2 separate regions of the Mus musculus genome follow, and region 1 is linked to region 2. Evidence: chromatin contacts called from public HiChIP or PLAC-seq data. All regions are on one chromosome and are shown on one strand. The core of a region is the stretch at or near the end of the contact, and the rest is flanking DNA. Distances in the headings are between cores, read along the strand shown. Region 1 holds the start of 1700011B04Rik (RIKEN cDNA 1700011B04 gene). Region 2 has its middle 38 kb from the start of 4930529N20Rik.

The links. HiChIP or PLAC-seq counts read pairs in DNA pulled down with a chosen protein or histone mark.
Region 1: a BATF HiChIP or PLAC-seq map of CD8 T cells shows a contact between it and region 2, with 10 read pairs. The contact joins the promoter of 1700011B04Rik here to the enhancer-like site in region 2. A contact is called at or near these places in 12 of 484 Hi-C or Micro-C datasets (CD4 T cells, CD8 T cells, DN3 thymocytes and 5 more) and 4 of 115 datasets of contacts at active chromatin or transcription factors (CD8 T cells, double positive thymocytes, large pre-B cells and 1 more).

Annotation. Positions count from the first base shown.
Region 1 is chr13:35,179,201-35,185,092 of GRCm38.p6, forward strand. 1700011B04Rik (RIKEN cDNA 1700011B04 gene) reads left to right here and starts at 2,423. Exons shown (of 3, transcript NR_045616.1): 1 at 2,423-2,495; 2 at 5,528-5,622.
Region 2 is chr13:35,127,062-35,133,379 of GRCm38.p6, forward strand. No RefSeq gene overlaps it. Among named protein-coding and RNA genes, the nearest start is that of 4930529N20Rik, 38 kb to the right of the region's middle. Within about 2 kb of position 4,565, at least 86 of the 459 cell types and tissues checked have an H3K27ac peak or open chromatin away from gene starts, as enhancers often do. A contact at or near this core is called in CD8 T cells, DN3 thymocytes, Th1 cells and 3 more, where this site is marked.

The sequences.
Region 1 (5,892 bases), core at 1,173-3,672, 50 kb after region 2:
TGCTGTGGGCATTACCCTAATGACATCAATTGAGATGAGAAGTCCTGCCCACTGTTGGCATCACCATCCCCTAAGCAGGACACTCTAGGCTGTATAGGAGTGATGAAAGGAAGCTGAGCACTAACATGCAAGGATGCACTCATTGTTCTCTGCCCATAACTATGGGTGTGATGTGACCAGTGCCCTCAGACTGCTGCCACTGAGAGACTCCAAGTTGTAACTGTAGGCTAAAATAAAATTCTTTTCTCTAAAGTTGCTTTAGTCAGAATATCTTGAGTTAGAACAGTTTATTTTAGAACCAAGGGAAAAAGAAAACCCTAATCTAAAACAGGAACATATTCAAGTGGCCATTTCTTGTGTAATAAACAGGGATGGGATGGAGACCACAGAGAATAAAAGTTTAAGGTTTCCTGGCACAGGTCCCAAGGACATCCAGGCTAGAATTAGGAGGTATTCAACTGAGCCCCAGTAAGAGGGAGAAAGAAGGAAAAAAGAAAGAAAGGGAGGGAGAGGAGGAAATGGGTAATAAAGGTCTAGAATGGGTTTTTAGAACTGTACTGCTTGATTTGAATCTAGACTTTGCTATTCACAAACTGGATAATGTTTAATATGTTTATTAACTTCTCCATCTCTCAATTTTCTGGTCTATATAGTTCTTCTGTATAGGAGAACAGAAGAACTTCCAACTTTGTGGGCTAAACAAAATACATAGAGCATCCATGTCACTGTCAGGTTGAACTGCCAAAACTAATACCACTGGCTAATTTTAACACTAAACACCAGCTTCCTTTACTCACAGAACCTCGGAATTCTAAGATCAAGGTACCAGCATACCTGGTGTCTAGCTTGAACAAGTCTGTCTTCTCCTCCTGTCCTTACATGGCTGAGAAAGAGGAAGCAAGCTTTAGAAGGAAGTTTATGTTCAGGGCACTAATTTCATCCTTTGGGGAATCCCTCTTGACTTAATCACATACCCCACCCCCATCCCCAGGTCCCATCTCTACATCCATTGTGCTGCGGTTAGAATTTCAGCATATAAATGTAGAGGGGCCAGCCCTTAACAAGTGCCTGGGGTGTTGTAGGCCGTCCATGACTGTGGCTATTGATCCTATTGCACAGGACTAAGGAGTTGTGGGTTCATCTAAACTCATTTGGCTGATAGAAGAACAGTGGAGGTCCTGCACACAGCAAGCACCAGGCTCAGAGGCAAGGGGACTGCGGAGTTTTCAGGAACTATGAAGAAGCTTTGGAGAGAAGAGAAATGACAGGTAGTATTTTTTAAATGCTCATGACACAGTGTGTTTTTTATTATTGCCCTAGTATTATGAAGCAGTTGGTGCTGTCAGTAGCCGTTAGGTAAAACTGGATACTCCTGCCCTCACTCTTATGGTCAAGTTCCTAACAGATACATAAGATTTGAGATCTGGGAGATTTGTAAAACTGCATTATGTCTAAAATAATTCTAGCATTATTTGCACTCTTCCCTTTTTATTGTTAGTATCTTATAAGATGTGTCTGGTTTAGTTGTAAAAAGCTATAATGTTAGACAAGTACTGTAGCATATACGCACAATTGGAGCAACTGTGTAAATTTTAATCTTATTGTAGCTCTGACTAAAAAAGATTGTTAGTTTTAATTATACATTTTATTTAGAGCAATAAACTTCACATCAGCCATAACCGATACATAAGCTACTGGTAAGAAATTTTGTTTCTTTATATCCACACTGAGGTTACAAAATTCTAGACTATCTCCACTTAAGCTAGCTACTTTGAGAATAGCACATAGACTGTGCTGGTCAATTTATCATCACAGTGACAAATACCTAACCACACAAGTTGAAAGGAAGACTTTAACTTCACTCACAATTCAGATCTTCAGTCTGCACACTGGAAAATACTAGACGTGGGGTGGTATTTAACAATGTGACATATGAATTTCCTTGCACATAGTATTATACAAGTTTCCTGTTTCCTAGAACACTATGCACAAAGGCTTTGTATAAAGCACATGATGAGCACATACATATTTCTCACTTTCTGTTTTATTGGCAAAGAGGAGCCAAGAATACCAGCAGGAAAGAGCCCTCTCCAATGGATGAAATCAATAATTATGATCCTGTCCCAGGTCCCAGAAACCTTAGTCTTAACTGTGTTAAATTTAATACTTGAATAGTAGTGGAAAGAGGGTGGAGTACTCTTTAACAAAGCTTGTTCCCCTCACAAAAGTTGAATACCAGGAAATAAAATCAAGAGGTAATCCAATGGCCATTATTTTGAGCTTGTTGCATGACAACAAAGCGCCAAATTGGGACAAAGCATCTCTGTTCTCACCTTCCTCTTGGAACATTACATGTGATTCATGGAATCCATTACATCACAGGTACATGGCTCACACCTGAATTCTAAATGCCTTTGTCTGAAGTTGCGGGTGAGACAAAGAAAAATATTGTTGGAAAATTTTATTCTAAAATTAAAGGAATTTTGAATAATAAGGTGAGCATATCTAGGTATTGTGGTGTACACCAATAACCCCAGCACTTGGTAGGCTAAGGCAGGAGGAATTCAAGTTTGGGATCAATCTGTTCTGTAAGGATATCATGTCTTGGGGGAAAAGGAAGAAGACCAGGGCCATTTTTATCCAGTTGTGAACCCTATGAGCTACAACAACGGCTGACCTGGAGATATGCTCATGAGTTCATCAGCGGCACAAATGCTATGGGGATAGTCTACTTTTTCTGACTGGATTTAAGGCCCACTCCACAGGAGGACTCTCAAGCCTGATATTGTAATTGGGCCAAGAACCCATGACCGGGGAGCCCAAACCTTCCAAATATAAACCCTACTACCTTTCTCTTTATGTTAAATGGACATAGGGTCAAAATACAAATCTTGGTTCTCAAAGATTAGTACGTCTCTCAGTCATTAGAGTAGTACCTTCTGCAGTGGATGGTAGCGAATACAAAGACTCATAACAAGTCAAAGTGCGGAGGACAGTCTTTGTAAATTGCTCAGCTCTAAATGGAACTATGTAATATACCTCCCCTACAAGGCTCAGGGAACATTGCAGAACACAGGGCAGAAAGACTGTAAGAGCCAGAGGGTAGGATAGACTGAGATGAAACAGTATCTTCTGGACATGACAGCTGCAGTCATGAACTCGAAGCACCTGTGTGTTGCCTGCACAATACCTGCATGAGAACAATCCAGTCAACAGTTCAGCATGGAATGGGGAGGGGCACACAAGTCCCTATTCCTCCTATAAGGAGCTATTGGGAGTTGAAGGTTGCTAAGGAAGGGAGAATTTGTTTACTTTGGGGATTTGGTTCCCCACATGCTGTCTGTGCTCTAACTGATGGCACACACCCATGTGTATATGGGAAACACTAACAGAATTCAGTGGAGTATTTATATATTTACTTATTTATATTTTTATGTATATGAGTGTTTTTCTTGTGTGTATGTTTGTGTGCCATGTATGTGTTTGAAATCCAAAAGAAGCCAGAAAAGAGCTTTGGATCCTCTTGAACTGGAGTTATAGGTTGTTGTGAGCTGCTATGTAGGGGCTGGGAAACAAATCTTGGTCCTCTGCCAGAGTAGCAAAGCTCTTAACTGCTGAGCCATCTCTCTAGCCCCTAAGTGGATTATGTGCAAAGAGAAGACATTAATTGAGAAGTTGTGAGGGGTCTGAGAGGAGATGGAGTATAAAAGTGTACAGGTGAATATGGTTGAAATACTGTATAGAGTATACCTAAAAATGTTAAATTAAAACCATTTGGCCATACTTCTGTGGGTTTATATTCACATAATTCTGTTCTATTGATTTATCCTTTTGCTAATATCATATGGTCTTGATAGTAATGTGATTAGCCCAATTTTCTTCCTCTTCAACTTGTTTTAGTTGTCCTAATTACTTCAATTTTCTCCTGACGTTTGAATCAGCTTATTTGGAAAATATACAGCTGAAACCTTTTGGAGATTGGTATTAACTCTCTAGATTGTCTGGGGAAAATTGAAGTCTAAGCTGTGAGGTCTTCTGACCACTAAGTACGGTGTGTTTCTCTTTTTATTGAGAATTCTGCTTCTTTTGTCTGTATTTTATAGCTTTCATCATACGGATCCTAGACATGAATTGCTAGATTTATCTTTTAACATTACATTTTTGTGGTGAGCTGTTGTAATTTGTTTAAATGCTATTTAATTCTTGCTGTAACATAGGGACGAATAAATTTGCCTCTCTTTCCTCTGAGTCTAATTTATTATTTTGAGTTTTTACAATTTAATTATTATTTCAAGTACAATTTTGCACATGTATACTGTGAGGGAAGGTGTGGTGAAACCACTGACCTACACTACCCTGTGGGTAGACAGAGACGTTTACTGGGGGAGAAGCTTCTGGGATGCCAGGATACATATTCATGTAGATTTATTTTGTGACACACCTTAGCAAATGTAGTTGGAGTGATTTGCCTTTATGAAGCATCCTCAAAGCATTTTTTTAAAGATTTACTTTTTACAATTTTATTAATTCTGAGATTTTTATGCATTGTATTTTGATTATATTCTCTTCCCTTTCCAAACTCCTCTCAGATCCAGTCCACATTCCAACCTTGTTTAGATATATTTGTTTTGTGTGTGTGTGTTTGTGTGTTTGTGTGTGGGAGGTGTGCATGGATGTTTTCCTTGCATGTATTAGGTACACCTTGTGTGTACCTGATGCCTGCAGAGGCCAGAAGAAGGTGTCAGAGCCTCTTAATACAGAGTTATAGGTGATTGTGAGCTGCCTTGTGGGTGCTGGGACCCAAACCAGGTCCAACGCAAAAAGCACCAACTATTCTTAACTCCTGAGCCATTCTTCCTAGTCGCTCCAAACATTTCATTTTGTACTCATACACATAGCAACTCTTTTCACACAGCTTTTGTTTCTATGTAGTATGTAATTAATTGTGTAACGAATATCATCTGAACAAATGGCTATCCACTGGGGAGTAACCTCATCAGACTCCCGGGAAGCACTCAACTGGAGCTGTAGGGAGCACCTCAGTGCATTAGAATCACCAGCTACCATCCTCCTCCGCAAATGTGTTCTGCTTTCCTGGAGAGACACAGAAATGCCTGTGCTCCCCAAGCAGGGAAGGCAGCCGCAGAACAAAGAAACAACCCCATCCAGTTCCAGCCTGGAGGCTTTATTCGAGCTTTGGGCCTGGTAGGAGATTTTGAAACCTCAAAGACAACCTTGGTGACAATACGTCTTCCAATAGTACTACATTTCTATTTGCTCTAATCTTTCTCTAACAGCACCACTCACTCCAATGAATAAGCATTCAAATACATGAGACTATGAGGGCCATTCTTACTCAAACCACCACACCCAGTGTAAAATGTGTGAAAAGGAGTTCTCTGTACAGCTTGAACGCAGTTCCACTGAAGAATTTTCTCTCACCACACCAATTATATTACCTGGATGGGGCAGGTGTGTGTGTCTCAGGAGTCTTGTAAACTTCCTCAGTCTCTCTTCCTCCCTCTAGGAGGAATGTTTCAAGCTAGAAGAAGCTGCTACATAACAGCAAAGACTCAGCATGGGTGGATGGACAAAGAAAAAACTGGTTCATCTTGAGAGTTAGTAAGTAGTCTTTTGAGAAGTCTCCTATAGAACAATATAGATAAAAGAGACAAGAAAGACATAAGAAGGACATGTGTGACTGTGTTTAGGAATAAAATGGATGCATAAATGTCTTAGAACATAAGCATGCATTTTATATTGTTCATGATATTCTTTCCAAATAAACATTTACAACAAAGTAAAAAGCTGTTATTATGATCATGTTTTTGAAGAATAGCTAATGTAGTAGAAACTTTTAGTATACAAATGTTAAGTAATGGGATCCCAAAT
Region 2 (6,318 bases), core at 3,315-5,814:
AAGCTTCTCCCATTCCAGGTCTCTGGCACATCCTAGAGACACTCACTCTACGATGTGATACTTACTGTTCACTCTCTGGCCCTTTCTCCCTGGCTCTCCCGACATCTGATGCACTCCTTCTCGACCCCCATCCCCGTTTTCCTTTCCTTCACTTCTCCCACCCTGTTCTCTCCCTCCATCTACCACTGATGATTCTTTTATTTCCCCTTCTTAGTGAGATTCAAACATCCTCCCTTGGGCTAGTACTCTGCATTGTGGCTGTAGCCTGCTTTTTTGTTTGTTTGTTTGTTTGTTTGTTTTGTTTTGTTTTTTAGCATCTAGGATCATCTGCCTACGAGTGGCACTGTACACAGTGAGATGGACCCTCCCATATCAATTAAGAAATTTTCTACCCCCCACAGACACTTGTTTATAGACCAGTCTGATAGAGGCAATTCTTCTTCCTAGATATGTCTAGGTTTATGTCAAGTTGAAAAAAGAAAACAACCAACCTGACCAGCACAAACTGTAACAGCATCAGTATCCAAGGGCTCCTGGAAAGAGTAGATGAGATATTTGGAAACCAGAGTAAAAATCCCTTTTCACACTGGCTCACAAGGTAGAGGTGCATAACTGTCTGAGGATGAGAGATGTGATGCTTAATTACAGGTGTCAGCTTAAAAAACTAAGGGATCTAGGAATGCCTGGAAAAGTATTATTTCTGGGTATGCTATGAATACCAGAAAAGAAAGTTGCCACTTTATAGACCAAGCTAGGAACAGCCACCTTTATTCAATGCAATGTACTCCATCTAATCCAATATAAGATCTGGAAAGAAAAAGGAGAGAAAGGGTGATATCTCTTCCTCTCACTCCCTCCTCCCTTCTCCATCTTTTCCTCATTCTCTGCTACCCACTTCTTTCTCTTCCCTCTTCTTTCTCTTGCCACAACCTTCTCTTGACCTTCAGCATCAGTGTTTGAGGCCCTCTGGCCTTCATATCTCGGACTTACACAACTAAACCCACAGGCATTTGAACATGGGTTGAGCCATTCTACCAACTTTCCTTATTCAAAACTTTGCAGATGGATCATTCTGAGATGTCTCAGTCATCAAACTAACCACCCCCAAGAAATTATCTATCTATCTATCTATCTATCTATCTATCTATCTATCTATCTATCTATCTATCTATCTATTTATCTATCTATCTCCCATAGTTATATTTCCATTCTATCACTTTTCTAGATACTTGATTCTGTCTTTCTAAAGAAGGTTGATTAATACATGGGGCAGCAGAGTGTTCTCTTCAATTCTTTTGTGAGACAAATGCCATCTATTTCCTGGAAGAGTCAGATACCTCAGGACATGAAATGATCGCTGCTCCATTCGGCTAGACAACATACCTCTTGAAATTACCTTCTCATTTTTGAACTAATTCTGAGCATTTCAGTTGAAACACAATTAATATAACATGAAATTAACATTTCAATAAAGTATGTATTTCAGTGAATTTTAATATAAATACTAACTGTCCAAATATCACTACTACTTGCAGAAGGTTTCCATCACCTCCAAAGGAAACCCCAACCCCAATAGCGATAACTTTTCATACTTCCATCCCCCACATCTGGCAAGCACTGATTGACTTCTTACCTCTATGAATTGGCCTATGTATACCTCATCTAAATGCATCTATAGTGCACTGCTCTCTTGGTTTAGTTTTCTTCCTTTCTGTTTTCTTTTTGAGGAAACATCTAATGTAGTCTAAGCAGGCCTTGAACATAGAATGTAGCTAGGCTGACCGTGAACTTTGGTGCCTGTGGAAACCAGATGAGGTCATTAAATACTCTGAAACTGAAGTTACAGATGATTGTGAGCTACCATGTGGATGGTGGGAAATGAACCTAGGTCCTCTGAAAGAGCAACAAGTGCTTTTAACTACTGAGCTACCTCCCCAGCCCTATATATTCCTTTACTAGGTTTTTGTGATTCTTTTACTAAAATTACGGGGTAGACATTATATAAATTTCACCAAAAGGCATGCAAGCCAGCACAAGAAGCAAAAATTCAAGGGACTGTCCCTTAAGTTATAGAAGGACTAGGGGACTAGTGACAAGAATGAAAGATTCCGGCTCTCCAACTTCTCTGTGCTTGTGGGAAATTAGAAATTTGCTGTCCCTTCAGTATAGACGTCTCTTAGTCTATTTTCTGTTGTTGAGGCAGGGCTCTTTATGAAGAAAAGAGGCGTGTTCAACTTGGACTCAGAGTGTGCACTCGTTTCTCTTTTGTTGCTGGGGTAAGACACCCTGACAAAAGCATCTTAAGAAAGGGGTTTTATTTGGGTTTACAGTTTCAAGGTATACAGTCCATCCTGGTGACAAGTGCACAAGGTCCACTTCTCACACTGAATCAGCAGCCTGGAAGAGAGAGTGAGCAGGAAGTGATGTCAAAACCTGCCTCCAGTGGCTCACTTGCTCCATCCAGCAAGGCTTCATCTCTCAAAGGTTCTACAAACTTAAAGATTTCACAGAGCACAATGGCAGTTGGCAGTCACCCGCAGTTACACACTGTCTCCCCTATCTCCCACACACTTTGTTCCTGAGGGGGTGGGGATGACACTCTTTGAAGTCTGATAGCCCTGCCCCACATCCTGTTCCCTCTTTCTTCTACTCTGCTGTGGCAGTCTGGCAGTTTGGTGGTGAGTGATGTGTCTGTGAAGGCGAAGCTAGTGTCCCCTCCTTTTCAAATGAAGCAGGCAGCTCTGGTCAGCCTTGGGTTCCAGCTTTCCTGTAAAGTTCTGTAAGACTCAGGGCTTCCTGGTTTTTACCACACTCCAAAAAGGCTGAAGCACGTGTTGTGTTAAATCTTCTTGTTCTTGGATCCTAACTCTCCTGGCTTCTCCCATCCTGGTGTGTCATGTGCCTTGCCCTGTCCCAAAGAAGCCTTTGCAGAGAGAAAAGGAGGTGAGAAGTGTAAAAATACAAAACTTTCTACATCCACCCATACTCAGAGTAATAACGCGGAGAAATGACTTGGAGACTTTTATATTTATTAAAAGCTTCAGGCACTATAGTGGGAAGATTCTGAGCTATTCGAATTTGATAATACTGGCCTGGCCTACTTTCCAGCCATGTGGCCTGTTACCTGTCATCTTGGTCTCGCCTGGTCACTTCCTTCTTTATTTGTGTCCTGATAGAGACTTCCAGGGTTCCCCCTGAAATCCTCTCCTTCTCTCTGGGTCAGAAAGTCTTGCCTATTCCTCTCCTGACTAGCTATAGGGTGAAAGGCATCTCACCATCATTGGTAGGCACTTGCCCTGGAAGCAAGGATATTCTGTGACAATTGAAAATGGCATCACTTGAGCAGTGCATGGTGGCACAAAACTTGAATCTCATAATTCAGGAAGCAGAGGCAGGGATCTTTAAATTCAAGGTGAGTCTGGACTACAGAACAAGTTCACGAACAGCTAGGGCTATGCAGAGAAACTCTGTCTCAAAAAACCAAAAATGAAGAAGGGAGAGGAGGAGGAGAAGTGGAAAGAAAGAAGGGAAGAGAGAGGATGGAAGAAAGGAAGAAAGAAAATGGGGAGAGGGAAGGGCAGGAAGAGAGAAGGGGATGAAAGAAGAGAAAGAGAAGAGAGAAGAGAGAGAGAAGAAAGGAGAGAGAGAGAGAGAGAGAGAGAGAGAGAGAGAGAGAGAGAGAGAGAGAGAGAGAGAGAGAACTACTACAAGATGATGTGAGATGTGTGAGATGGGTGGGGATGATGTAAATAAAAGTTCTTGGCACACACAAAAACGACACTTCCCTATTGTAAAGCATCAAAGGTGACAGGTTCCCTTTCTACTGAAAGGTACATTTATTTTCTAGCCCAATGCAACTTGGGCCTGTTTGTGATCCACAGAAGACCACAGCCACCCTTTCTTCCTGATTATACAGCTCTCTTTGCCATGTAGACACAGGGGGAGCTTGTAATTTGAATTCCTGTCCCCTCTGTTCACCTGACTGTACAGTGCAGAGGACAAGCCCTCTCTTGGTTTGTGGATTTAGCCTTGTTATGGACATAGCACCCGGACATGGGGATAGGGGTGTAATTGTCTCCTCTCCCCTGCCCACAAGGTCAAGATTTTGGGGTACAGTCATCCATATTGGCTTCTGCCCAAAACTGAAGCTTGTATCATCCACCCAGGCAAGGTCTTTTCCATGGAGAGTCCTCCACAGAGTCACTTGGGTTTAGGATGCCAAATGGATCCCTGGCACTTCTGGTTCTCTGTCATGTGGGTGCCACTTGTGCTCCTGGCTTCTGACTGGTTGTGATAGCAGCCCAGGGCTGGCATGCATTCTGGCTGTGCTGTTCCCTCTCAGCACCTCCTTCAATGTGGCAAGCTCCCCTTCCCTCCTTCATTCCACAACTGGTGAGCCTTGGATGTACATACAGCCTCTGGGGCTGAAGGTAGACTCAGAAATGACTAGTCAGATTGTGGAAGTGGGTCAGGCAGGTGGCTGGTAAGGTGTGTTCTGTGCAGAAGTGGCAGATCAGGAGCCTGCCAAGATTTCTCAGTTCCCCTTTCGATTTCACTGCATCAGCAGCTGCAGCCTGTTCCCAGATACATGCTTGATGATTCTAGATGCCAGAATAAAGAAGCAGAGGAAGGGCGCTGTGAGTCAGGTCTGGAGAACAACACCACCTACCCACCCACCCACCCACCACCACCACCACCACCACCACACACAAACACACATCAGAATGACTCCCTCAAATCATTCTGAGAGGCAGTAATGTAGCACATAATGACACACATGAGTGGCGTTGATGCAGGAAGCGCGTGAGTCACACTGGGAGAGCGTGGAAAGGCTTCAGAGAAGGGGTGAATGTAATTTTACCTCGTGAGCAAGAGCCTGGAGCTTTTTTTTTTTTTTTTTGGTTAGAGGAAATGGGTGGGAGGGGCTTTGGTATCACTCACAATCTGCTTCAGCATCCTTCAGGGGCCATGCTCACTTAGCATCCTGAAGTAAAAATAACACATTTTGGCTGAGCAACTCCCAGAGGCCAGACAGCATTTGGGAGCCAGGAAAGGCATGTGGGAGAGTCCCGAAGAAGCCCTACAATTGGGCCAGTCAGTTTTCATGGTTCACCTCCTACCAGTTCTCCCTCCTCTACGTCTATTCCATCTTTGATAGCCCACGCCCTTTCAGCTCCTCGGTGTTCTTGCCCTACATAGAGTTTTCTCTCTGTGCCCTTACTCTTTCATGTTCTCATTTCCCAAAGAACAAAGTCTGGCCTGGTTTGCAAAGTCCCTGAGATTTGGCCTCCAGAGAGCTGAGCATGGTCTAAGCTATCTGCAGCATGTCTTTACCATCTCTTTCTTCCTTCTACCTTTCATTGAAATTCCCTCACCAGACACTTTTTTCCCCAAAAGTCCCCCTGCCATATATGCTCCCTTCCTCTATTTTCTAGAACCTCAATAGTAATCAATAATCCTATTGTATTTTCTTCCTTTTTTCCTAAGGCTATCTAGAATAACTAATATACTTGACACAAAGTACTATTAACGTCCCTTCACATCCTAAACTGGTTGGAGCTTTGGAGGTGATTGTTTCATAGCTTGTTATTACTCTATTTTCTTATGGGTCTACTTTGGGTAGTGACTATTACTGTTGATAGCATTCTACTTGCAAAGAACTATGGTAGGCCTGAACTCCTAACAGAGAGAAATAACATCTCAATTCTTTTTTTTTCCAATTTTTTAAAATCTATTTATTTTTTATTACATATTTTCCTCAATTACATTTCCAATGCTATACCAAAAGTCCCCCATAACCTCCCCCCCCACTTCCCTACCCACTCATTCCCATTTTTTTTGGCCCTGGCGTTCCCCTGTACTGGGGCATATACAGTTTGCAAGTCCAATGGGCCTCTCTTTCCAGTGATGGCCGACTAGGCCATCTTTTGATACATATGCAGCTAGAGACAAGAGCTCCGGGGTACTGGTGAGTTCATAATGTTGTTCCACCTATAGGGTTGCAGATCCCTTTAGCTCCTTGGGTACTTTCTCTAGCTCCTCCATTGGGAGCCCTGTGATCCATCCAATAGCTGACTGTGAGCATCCACTTCTGTGTTTGCTAGGCCCCGGCATAGTCTCACAAGAGACAGCTACATCTGGGTCCTTTCGATAAAATCTTGCTAGTGTATGCAATGGTGTCAGCGTTTGGAAGCTGATTATGGGGTGGATCCCTGGATATGGCAGTCTCTAGATGGTCCATCCTTTCGTCTCAGCTCCAAACTTTGTCTCTTTAACTCCTTCCATGGGTGTTTTGTTCCCAATTCTAAGGAGGGGCAT